4 separate regions of the Mus musculus genome follow, and all the other regions are linked to region 3. Evidence: chromatin contacts called from public Hi-C and targeted proximity ligation data. All regions are on one chromosome and are shown on one strand. The core of a region is the stretch at or near the end of the contact, and the rest is flanking DNA. Distances in the headings are between cores, read along the strand shown. Region 1 holds the start of Chrac1 (chromatin accessibility complex 1). Region 2 overlaps Gm32994 (a long non-coding RNA gene). Region 3 holds the start of Ptp4a3 (protein tyrosine phosphatase 4a3). Region 4 overlaps Ago2 (argonaute RISC catalytic subunit 2).

Region 1 (2,700 bases), core at 164-2,663, 660 kb after region 3:
TTTTTTTTTTTTGAGACAGGGTTTCTCTGTGTAGCCCTGGCTGTCCTGGAACTCACTCTGTAGACCAGGCTGGCCTTGAACTCAGAAATCCGCCTGCCTCTGCCTCCCAAGTGCTGGGATCAAAGTCATGCGCCACCATTGCCCAGCCACCACCATGATCTTAAGATGATTTAGAAATGAGACATGTATAGTTTACATGTAAATATACACCACTGTCTAAAAGGGGCTTGTTATCCTAAGATTTGTATTTGGCTTTGGAGGACCAATCCAAAGATACTGGGGAACTATTGTTATTTTATCAGGATCTACTTAAGGTTGACTCTATTGCAGTCACAAGATTTGTACCTTTGTCCCTAGTCCAAAATATTGTAAAAAAAAAAAAAAAAAAAAAAAAATGCCACGCACTGAATGAAGTTCTAGAAGCAGAGGCTGGAAAAGAAGGTAGAGCCAATAGTCATGGCTGGGTCTCAGAACAATAAGGTTCCCGGCCTACCACTATCGAAACCAAACTTTAAACCAGGAGTGGGGTCAGGAAATTTTAATCGCCGTACTCAGAAGGGCCAAGACCAAGGTGGCAGGGTGTGGTGGCACAAGCCTTAAACCCCAGCAACACTTGGTAGGCTGAGACAAGCAGATCTCTTTCGAGTTCAAGGTAATTCTGGTGGTTTACAGAGCTCCAGGATAGGGAAAACATACTGAGAGATGGCTGGAAATATAGAACAAAATAAGAAGACAAAGCGATGTGTGTTGGGAGGGGACTATGCGGTTATAATTTAACTTGTGACAGCGGATGTCTGCGTAAACTCTGACTACCTCCAGAGTCCTGAGGGCTGAAGAGCCCTAGACAGCCTTGCAAGCCGTCCTGGAAGCTTGGAGAACCTTCCCGCATCTTCCTGGGGGAAGTCAGAGTCAGCCCGACCTCCCGCACGACATAGACCCGCCTCAACTCGCGCACGCAGCCGAACCCTTAACTACGCGTGCGCGAGGCCCAGCGGGGAGTGACGCGGGAGGCGGGGCGCAGAGGACGCTGGGAGCCAGACGATCCTGCAGAGCGAAAGCGGCGCAGTGGGCGGAGCTGAGCCCGCGGGAGGGGAGGAGGAGGTGTGTAGCGCGCAGACGCAAGAGAAAGAGGCGCCGCGCGGCCCCCGCAGGGCAGCCAAAGGCCAAGGCGCGTGTGTGCGGAGCCCGAGGGGCGGTTGGTGCCCGCGCCCGCCCCTCTCGTCGCCCCGCCGGCCGCTCACCGTGGCCTTGGCCGTGAGCACCAGCGCCTCCTGGTTGATGCTCGACACCTCGGGAGAGCTCTTCATGATGACTCGGATGCGGGACAGGGGCAATGACACGAGCCGCTGGTCCCCGCACTTTTCCTTCCCCACGGCCGCGTCCGCCATCTTCCGCGTCCGTCCCGGGCGGCCCGTGATGCTTCGCGCGGCCGCGCCTGCGCAGACGCTGTGGAGCGCGGTGGCCCGAAAGCCTGGGAGCCGGCGCCCGGGAAAATCCCTCTCGGAAACGCCGGGGCAGTCTCCCGGAAGAAGCGCTCTCAGGCGTCCGAGTGCTTGCTCGGGCAGTCCCGAGCTGCACAGATTTGTCCTTTCAAAAACTGGAGAGATGTCTTAGGAGGTCATGTTCTGGAGGGAATCAAACGAACCATGGCAACAGTTTGGCCAGAGGAATAGGGAGGAAAGGCGGCCACTACCCATGTCTTTCTTGAGGCGTATGGGGATTAGCCTGCTAAGCAGACAGGTGAACTGAATGGTCCTAGAGTCTTCTGTAATCCCACCACAATGCCAAAAGGATCACCAAGAGTTCTAGCCAGCCTGGCCACACAAGGTCTTGTTGAAGAAGATGGGCCATGACTTTAGAATGAAGACTATTAGAAACATCCTATCAAGTGGTCTGGAGGGAGCGTCCAAGAATATCAGAAAGTGGGACTCCACGGCAGATGAAACCGTGAGACCGTGGACTTTTGCTTAGATGAGCTGTGGAGTAAACTTGGGAGAGTAAAGTTGATGTGGTCTGAAGAGAACAAAAACTCCTAAGATGGCACTAAATATAGTTGGAGGAACTAAATCGGCAGGGTTTTATAGATTGGATCATGTTTGGTTTTAGTGTCGTCATTACCGTAGTATATCCTAGTCCAATAAACATAAGATACAACTGTCCCTCAGTATCTATTGGGGGATTGGTTCTAAGATCCCCACACATACTGAAATTGTACATGCTGAAAAGTCTTTTTTTTTTTTTTTTTTTTTTTTTTGTGTGTGTGTGTGTGGTTTTTTGAGACAGGGTTTCTCTGTATGGCCCTGACTGTCCTGGAACTCACTTTGTAGACCAGGCTGGCCTCGAACTCAGAAATCCCCCTGCCTCTGCCTCCGGAGTGTGTGCGCCACCACGCCCGACAGAAAAGTCTTAAATACAAAAGACGACAACTGCATAACGCCTAGGCACATTCTCATACAATACCCATGTCTTCTTGATTAAGTGCTTCGTGAATGCCATATGAGTAGTTGCTGGACTGTTAGGGAACAATGATGAGAGATTTCTACATGTCCAGTCAGCAGGGATGGGTTTTGTTTTGTTTTGTTTTGTTTTTTTTCCTGAATACTTTGTATCCCAGGTTGTTTGAGACCATAGATGTAGAACTTATATCCAGTGTTAGTGTCAGGCACGAAGGCACAGTTGGTGAGCAAGCTAGCTGCGTGC
Region 2 (2,700 bases), core at 190-2,689, 940 kb before region 3:
TGTACAGCTCCCCAGAAAATCCTATTGCTTTCCCCTTAGAAACATTACATCCATTCTATTCCTTGTGTGTCCAGAAGAGTAAAAGGTTCTCTAAGTCCAAAGAAGCCAAATGTCTGGTGGATGTGGCAGACCTGAGGAAAGCCTTGCCATCGTTTGTTCATGGTGACTTGGTACCATAAAGCCCGTCCTTCAGCCCAGTGGGGAGTACCCATCAGGGCCTATTGTGTTTATCACAATAGCCATGAGCCTTGAAAGCTGGCAGTCCACATGCCCATGAGTTTGTAAACTCAAGATTGCTTCCATTATAACACTACCGTGCTCTGGCAGCCCAGACTCTTAAGACTGGCCCACAGCCGTTGCTAGGCATCGGAATCTCATCGCCTATTTAAAGCATTTCAGTATCCTAGAAGACCATCACAGAGAGTTACTTTGTAGGAGTCTCTCTTTTCTGCCATCAAATTGATTTGTGAATATACTAAATATTGGGTGCAAACAAATTGCAGAAAGGCCAAGGATGCTTTCCCTCTTTCACAGTAATCTGTACACTGGGTCCTTTACATCAGCCTCCGTAGTACAATCTGTGGTTGTGACAGATCTCGGTCACCTTTCTCAGGGAAGGTGCTGGGACGTGATTGGCCTAACAGGTGCTTTTCCATATTAAGGAATGTTTCTCAAGACATTTGAGTCTGTGCATCAGGAATCCAGAATGCTTTCCAACTCTGCCTCAGCAGGAAGACAATGAGTACAATCCTCTGAATCTAAATGTTACCAGCTCCATTTAACAGCTAAACCCTACCACATCTCATCAGTGTGCTTATGCATGTGTGAGAAATGATTTTATCTTCTTTTGGGGATAAGCATGTAGACTCAGGATCATCATGGGGAAAAACTAGCTAGCTCAGTGTTTCCTTGTTGACTAAAGGAAGACCAGCCAGGGATCCAACCCACGTCTTGGAATTCATTACTGTTTTCACCTTGGGCTGACTCTTCAATTCAGTAATAACACTTTCTGATATCTGTAGCATTTAATAATAGGCCCATTCAAAACTTACAAGATAGTTTTCATTTGAGATTCTAATCAGTTCAAGATTGAGAAGCAAATTATACACCGTTTTACCATTTCTGGGCATATTTCTATGTCATAGCAGCCCAGCAAATTGAAGGAGCAAAATCCAGAGATTTGGAAGCCTAAGTCTGGAGCCTAAGAGAAACTGTTGTGGAGCAAGAAGACTTAAGACTCCTTCTAAAATCAGGGCATTTTCCATCCTGTCAAGATAACTAGATTTTTTAAAAAGGGTTACTTATTATCTATACAGTGTTCTGCCTGCGTGTATGCCTGCATACCAGAAGAGGGCACCAGATCTCATTAGAGAGGTTATGAGCCACTATGTGGTTGTTGGGAATTGAATTCAGGACCTTTAGAAGAGCAGCCAGTGCTCTTAACCTCTGTGCCCTCTCTCCAGCCCAATCTGGGCGGTTTGAACTGTATTGCCCTTGACCCAATGCCATTTCGCTTTGTTTTTTCCTTATTCAATGAGGAACATTGTAAAAGGCTTTAGGGCTCATAAATGTGAAGATGATGGCAACATTTCCTCAGAAAAATCTCTGATACTGTTTGAAATACTCTTGTGAATTTAATATATTGATAAATGTTTTCCCAACAGTATTAAAAATAATAGCTTTTTCTGCGACCATTCTGTACGTGGCAGAGAGAGTATTGTCTGGGAGCATGAGAATATGTTAATTGCAGGAGAACTAAGTGTGGCCGAGGTGAGTCTTCTTGCAGTTTTATGCTCCACAGTCCTTCCTTAGACGAGAAAGTTTAAAGTAAGAAAGGTTTGATTCTCAAAGTGTAATATAAAAATTTTAAAAATACAATTTTAATTGAACTATGATTGTGTCGCTTCTCCTATTTTCTTTCTTCACTTGAGCCCCATCTCAGCCACTTAAAAAACACTATTACACCCAGAGTTATTCAAGGAATTGATTATATAAGAAAGCATGTATTGTTTAAAAGTTTATCACCCTTGCACTCCAAATTTTACATATTTGCATATGTAATTTTAAATTAGCATGTTGGGATGACAAGTCGAGTCTGCTCCTGTCCTGCTCAATCTCTGCATATATTAGTGTATTAAAAATAGATTTTCTGTTTGGGCCTGAAAACCCCTGGAATCTCAGTCTCTTGTCCCTGGGCCATCATCTAACACTCTTTTGCTTCTTCCACTATCTTTCTTCTGTTCTGTAACTGACTCAGGACATTTTACAATGAGGGCACTCCTTTCCAGACCTTTCACAATGGGGACATTCTTTTGTTAATGTGCTGCCTAGCACCGGGGTTTGGCCTGTGCACCTGAGCAAATACCGTCTGAGGGTTTCAGCTTTATAAATCCTCCATTTCCCAAGAGTAAACGAGACTTGAACAGAATTTTTGTCTTGCCTCCTTCCTCAGCGTCTTCTGATCCCAAAATTTGTCATTGTAGCTCCCTTCCCACGAGAAACCTGTTGTTTAAGTCCTGCAGGTTGGGGCAATTTTCTAAAGATCTTAGCATGTGGTGTATTCCCACGGTATTCATAGCATACCACATAGTACTATATTTTTTGTGTGTATGTGTGTGTTGCCTGCCTTTATGCATATGTGCTTGCCTGATGTTCATGGGGCTCAGAAGGACACATTGTGGGTCCTGGAACTGCCATTAT
Region 3 (2,700 bases), core at 167-2,666:
ACATCACTCCGCTCACCCCCTTTGGAGACAGTGTTTCTCTGTCCCTGTCTTACCTCCTGGACCGCACTTTGTAGACCAGGCTGACCTCAGACTCACAGAGATCCACCTGGCTGGGCCTCCTGAGTGCTAGGACTTAAGGCATCTGCCACCATGCCCAGGTGGACACATCACTTCTATGGGGTTAAGAAGACCAGAGAACAAGGTGGGGGGGTGGGGGGGTCTACCTCTACTGCATTCTAGCAGGCCTGAGCCAAGGCTTGTGGGCCCACCGGCTACCTACACCCCTATCCCAGCAGCTCTAGGTGTGAACAGAAGCTGAGCTCACCTTGCCTCAACAGGCACTCAGTCAAGCCACCACACCCTCCCCACCCCTGGTGCTTAAGGACCCTACTATGACCTGGGCCCTTCTCTATCCCCGCCCAGCCTCCTCTAGCAGTATCTTAAGCCCTCAGCTGCTCCCAGACCGGCATGTTTTTCAAGACCCATTTTTGTCCCTGTTTGCCAGAGGAGGACATGGGACAGAGGGGCGTGGAAGGACCTTCTCTGGACCCTGGCCAGCTCCGGCCGTCCAGACACCCAGGTTTTCTCAACATCGAGTCTAGTAATCGGGAACACTTGAACCCCAGGGGGGAAAAAAAGACACAGAGGTAGTCAGAAGCCACACCCTCAAGTGGTGGGGTGGGAGTGCATCTAGCTTCAGAAGGGACCTAAATGGGACCCTGTGTGACACTTAGGAGTCAGGGGTCACAGTTCAGGACTCTGTGCTGTCAAGACAGGCAAGACTGCTCCGTGGATGGGCTGGGGACCCCAAGGACCCGTAGTGGGGCGTGGGGAGGGCACACAGCTCCCCGACCTCAGCGGGACTTCCCACCCAGCCCGCCAGGGAGCCGCCATCCCGTGCAGGGCCCATCCCAGTAGGGTTAGGGTTCGGGAGCGTCCTCGAGGCCGGGTCCCCGCCGCCCGCAGCCCGGCTCACCCGCGCCCGCAGGCGTGCGGCCGCCTCCATGCGCCGGCCGGCCGGGCCGGGACCCGTGCGCGCCCTCCGCAGCGGCGCCGGCTCCGGGCGGATGCCCGCCGCCCGCCGCCCAGCTATTTATAGCGCCCGGCGTCACGTGGGGGGGCGGTGACCGGCGGGCGACCCGACTCACAGCGGCTCCCGCACCTGCTGCCTAAAGATAGCACGCAAACAAAGGCGCGGCCAGCAGAGGAAGAGGAAGGAGGAAGGGAGAGGACCACCGCGGACCCGCCTGCCATCCCCTCTGCATCCTGCTGGGTAGGAGACCTCCTTCTGCAGAGGGGCCACAAGCCAGGAGGAACCCTTCCAGCTCTCCAGCTTCATATGCGCACACTGAACAGCTACTGTGTGCTCAGCCGCACTAGCCCACACTTCACCTTAAGAGCCACCACTCCCAGACTACAGCTGAAGAACCTGAGGCACTGAACCTACGCACACTCGAGTCACACAAGAGATGGGAGCCGACTCTACACAGGCTCATCTCCAAGGGAACTGACACCCACCCAGCTCTCCTGAAGTCTTCCAGGGCATCCCCTGAGCAGGATCGTCTCCTGGGCTCCACTGACCAGACGGAATCCTGGTTCTGTCCTAGGGCATCCCAGGCAGGAACCCTGTGCTCTCCCGCCCAAGAATGGAGACAGATGTCAGTCCGCACCTGCCCCAGTGGCTGCACCGCCCTGGGAGCCTTCTGGTGCAGGGCTTGAGTTCCAGCTCACAGAATCCCCAGAGGCCTTGCCTTGCTGGGAACCCTGGCCCAAGCCCGGCTCCCAGACAGAGGCCTGGCCCTGCAATCAGTAGTTGGTGCTGGGGAGAGGAATGATCCCTGAAAGGCTGGACCTGAGCCAGGGGAGGGCATGCCCCTAATACTCCCAGAGAGAAGTCTCATTAGCCAACCTTGCACAGCAGAGCCTACTATCCCCCATTCTCCCCCTGGCCCAGGTAAGCAGGGCTGATAACGTCCAGGCTGGAGCATCCCATTGCAGCCCCATCCTGGCTCACCCCCAGAAAGCTAGGCAGCCACCTAAGATCCCCAGAATATGCCACCCTTATAAATCCAGCAGGTTAACGGCATTGTTGCTGACCAGACCCATGGTCTCAGCTGTTCCACTAGTTTCCATCCTGACTGCAGATCCTGAACCCTCCACAAGGCACCAGCCTCCAGCAACACAACAGATACTGAGTAGATGCCCCAAGTCACCCAGCCAGGTAGCTGGACCATGACTGGAGATTTGCCCTCCCCCAGAGACCCTACTGGTCCCAATCCCAGGTGGGTAGGAGAAAGCACATCAAACCATCCCTGGTGGCCCATCAGTTGTCTAGAAAAGGGTTTGTTAGTGACAGGCCCAGCAACGTCTGAGATGCTGCACCAGCCAGGGCTGCAACCGGGGCTCCAAGTGACACCACACACACACACACACACACACACACACACCAGCATGCTGGGGCCTCTAGCTAATCCTGGGGGCACCTGCTACAGCTGGCAGGGCCCCAAGCCTTTCGGAGAAGTCTATATATAACACATCCAGAGCCTTCTTGGAGCCCTCCCAGAGTAACCCATCTCTGGGGCCAGGAGGGGAGACCCTAGCAGGCTCCACCCACGCCAGTCCCTCGGAACTCATCCAAAGCTCTTACACCCCTGTGTCGCACAGTTCCAAGGGTGCAACCCCTCACAAAACAGGCTCCTT
Region 4 (2,700 bases), core at 45-2,544, 590 kb after region 3:
GTTTTAGCCAGGTACTCATCACAGCAGCTGGGCCCCCTTGTGGCAGTTGTATCTGGAAGAGTAACTGGGGTGCAGCCTTGGGGAATTGTCTATATAGTTTTCTTGAGCAGCCCCATTTGTTTAGTGTGGTATTTTGAATGTTACAGGGGAAGAGGTGCTGGGCCTGAGGGGGTTTAACTTGTGAGAGAACTGTTCAGAATTTACTAAGCAAATTTTTTTGAGATGGGTTTGGGGGCCATTTCTCAAAGAGGGTCATGGTCAGAGTTTCATACTGAACCAAAAAAGCCATTGAAACCCCCACTGTAAATCAGTGGGTTCCGTTTGAGATGAAAGTGAGCTGGATCTCCGCAGGGGGTGTCACTGTCACAGCTGACCCTAAGCCTCTGTGTGTACCCTGCGCTCACATAGCACGTTCTATCACTTGCTGAAATAAGGTCAACATATATTTAGCAGATTACTCATTAAACCAAAAGGGCCACATGAGTAATTGTAGTACTCCACCCTCTGAGCCCCTCAGAGAATCCTGACTTACCCAGCACCCTCACACCCCTCGTGTCTGGTCCCCAAGGACCCCATTTCCTGTCTCACCCAAACTGGCTATGATGACAAGAGATTTCCCAGAGGGTTTTTTTTGTTTTGTTTTGTTTTTTTTGTTTTTTAAATCAGGTGTGATCAAAGCAAAAAACTCCCAGGCAGCTAGTAACTTTCAAGGATAAACAGGTTTCTAGAGGACGAGGTCCCTGCCTTCCTTTCCTCTCGTGGCAGAGGGATATCCTCCATCCCCCACTACACGGGAGGACATCACTGAAGGGCCTTGTGGTTTATCGAGACCTTAGGTGATGGCCAGAATGAATTCCTGATTCTGTGTACTCTGGAACATTTCAATTCTGCAGTGGCCCCAAACAGCTTCTGAGATCAACCCACCCTGTTCTACGGCAGTGACCGCCCACTGCTCAGCCTTCATCTCCTGTGCTCACGCACCATTAGGATGGTCACCCTTTCTGCCCTAGAGTGCTCAGCTGTGTCTCTGCAGCGTTTGTTTGCTAAGTCTGGAGCCAGGTCCTGGAAGGGCAAAGGCTCCCTCCCTTGCTGTGGTTACGTTCTGCTCTCTCATATTCTCGCACGCTCGCTCGGCTTACAGTAGAGTTTGCCAAGCTGTGGGAGTCAGAACTGGGGTGGGAGGGACCTGACCACAAGCATGGTTCCAGTCCAAGCTGTACTTGGCCCTGACTCTTGAGCCAGATGCGAGGAGGACGTGAGCATGGGTGTTCCTGTGTTGGAAGCCACTCCCGCAGGGGGGCTGGTTTTGGGTTTGTGTTCTCTGTTGGCTGGTGGTTACCGAGGTCTTCTGACAGTGGTTCTACACTGCTTCTGCTGATGGTGCGTGGTAGCTGTGTTCCTTCTCCAGCCATGGAGCAGATGGCCGTGGCTCCGTTCTTGGTACACACTCCAGGCATCCCTTTCTTGTCCAAAAAGCCTAGCTGTGTTTAATGTAGCTCTGTCAGTGTGGGTGGCATGTGGCTAGCTGCACAGTAGGATCGTAGGATCGTCAACTATGCGATGCATCCCGAGTCTCCCAAAAGCACCTGTTTGACAGAACCTACCATCAGTCTGTGCTCCTGCAAGCTGTCAGCTTCCTCTCTGTTCTGGAGCCTGCAGTGTCCAGCTTTGGCCTGACTTGTCTAGCCAAGAACCCATACAAGTCACCCAACCATGAAGCGTCTGTAGATGCTTTCCTGTGGGGCTGACAGTGGCAGAAAGGTGCTGGTGTCCATGCCTGTTGTGGTCCACGGTGTGGTATGGGTTGGCTTCCCTGGCTGTGTGTCACACGCTTTTCATTCATAATTTCTGGCCGATGTTCAGTGTGAGCACAGACTTCTACAAGATGAGCTATGTGCCTTCAAAGATATTGGCTTTGAAGCCCAGCCCTGGGAAGAACTCTGCAATCTCGGAGTGTTCCCCTCTCCCTTCGTGGATGCCTGAGGCTAGGCTGGGTCCTGGAGGAAGAGCCCTGGGTTCCACTTGCCCTGGGCTTGCTTGTCTTTCAGAGTCAGGCCTTTTGTTTTTGTTTGTTGGTTTGAGGCTGAGTTCCTCTTACTCTATGATGGAACTTAGTATGGCACAGACATCGTCATAGTCACAGCTGTACACCTGCTTCAGCTTTCAGAATGCTGAAATACAGGCTGGAGCCAACACAACTGGCTCATTATTAGCTTCTTAAGCTACTGTTGGTGTTGAGATATTCATATGGAGTGTGTGTGTGTGTGTGTAATGTTAAAGCCATGCCATCGGGTGTCTCCATTTTTAAAATTTTATTAAAAAGACAGTGTCTTTGAACCTGGAGCCCACTGCTCCAGGGAGGGCTAGACTAGCAGACCAGTCAATCCCCCAGGAATCTGTTTCTTTTGGCCCTCCAGGTGGCTTTTCTAATGGGTCCTGGGGCTCTGAGCTCAGGACTGTCAGGACTGTCGCAGCACTTGGTTTACTGGGGCCCACTCCCTCATGTAAGTCACCCAGGAGTGAAGTCATACAACCTTTGTTCTGTTTAAAGGTCATACAACTCATACTTAGATGTCATAGCGGGACTGCAGGTGGGTGGTGACAGGAAGCGGCCTTCTGGGAAGGGTGGCAGCTGTCCTCTATGCTTTCCTCCCTCCCCCCCCCCCCACACTGAGACCCTCAGATGTGGTGCAGTAGCCC

The links. A called contact is a pair of places that touch in the nucleus more often than the background predicts.
Region 1: a targeted proximity ligation map of pancreatic cancer cells shows a contact between it and region 3. A contact is called at or near these places in 1 of 39 promoter capture datasets (pre-B cells), 3 of 130 datasets of targeted methods (double positive thymocytes, memory CD8 T cells and pancreatic cancer cells) and 1 of 9 other capture datasets (liver).
Region 2: a Hi-C map of cortical neurons shows a contact between it and region 3, with 3 times the contacts expected there. A contact is called at or near these places in 1 of 484 Hi-C or Micro-C datasets (cortical neurons) and 3 of 130 datasets of targeted methods (the 230-238 cell line, differentiating embryonic stem cells and stem cell-derived neural progenitor cells).
Region 4: a contact with region 3 is called in a targeted proximity ligation map of pancreatic cancer cells. A contact is called at or near these places in 1 of 39 promoter capture datasets (pre-B cells), 2 of 484 Hi-C or Micro-C datasets (CD8 T cells and LSK cells) and 2 of 130 datasets of targeted methods (pancreatic cancer cells and regulatory T cell precursor).

Annotation. Positions count from the first base shown.
Region 1 is chr15:73,089,125-73,091,824 of GRCm38.p6, reverse strand. Chrac1 (chromatin accessibility complex 1) reads right to left here and starts at 1,413. Exons shown (of 3, transcript NM_053068.3): 1 at 1,242-1,413. The coding sequence starts at 1,388.
Region 2 is chr15:74,691,145-74,693,844 of GRCm38.p6, reverse strand. The region is part of intron 3 of Gm32994 (a long non-coding RNA gene); the gene reads right to left. Among named protein-coding and RNA genes, the nearest start is that of 4933427E11Rik, 17 kb to the left of the region's middle.
Region 3 is chr15:73,746,742-73,749,441 of GRCm38.p6, reverse strand. It overlaps Ptp4a3 (protein tyrosine phosphatase 4a3), which reads right to left and starts at 1,416. Exons shown (of 6, transcript NM_008975.3): 1 at 977-1,416.
Region 4 is chr15:73,153,290-73,155,989 of GRCm38.p6, reverse strand. The region is part of intron 1 of Ago2 (argonaute RISC catalytic subunit 2); the gene reads left to right. Among named protein-coding and RNA genes, the nearest start is that of Ago2, 30 kb to the left of the region's middle.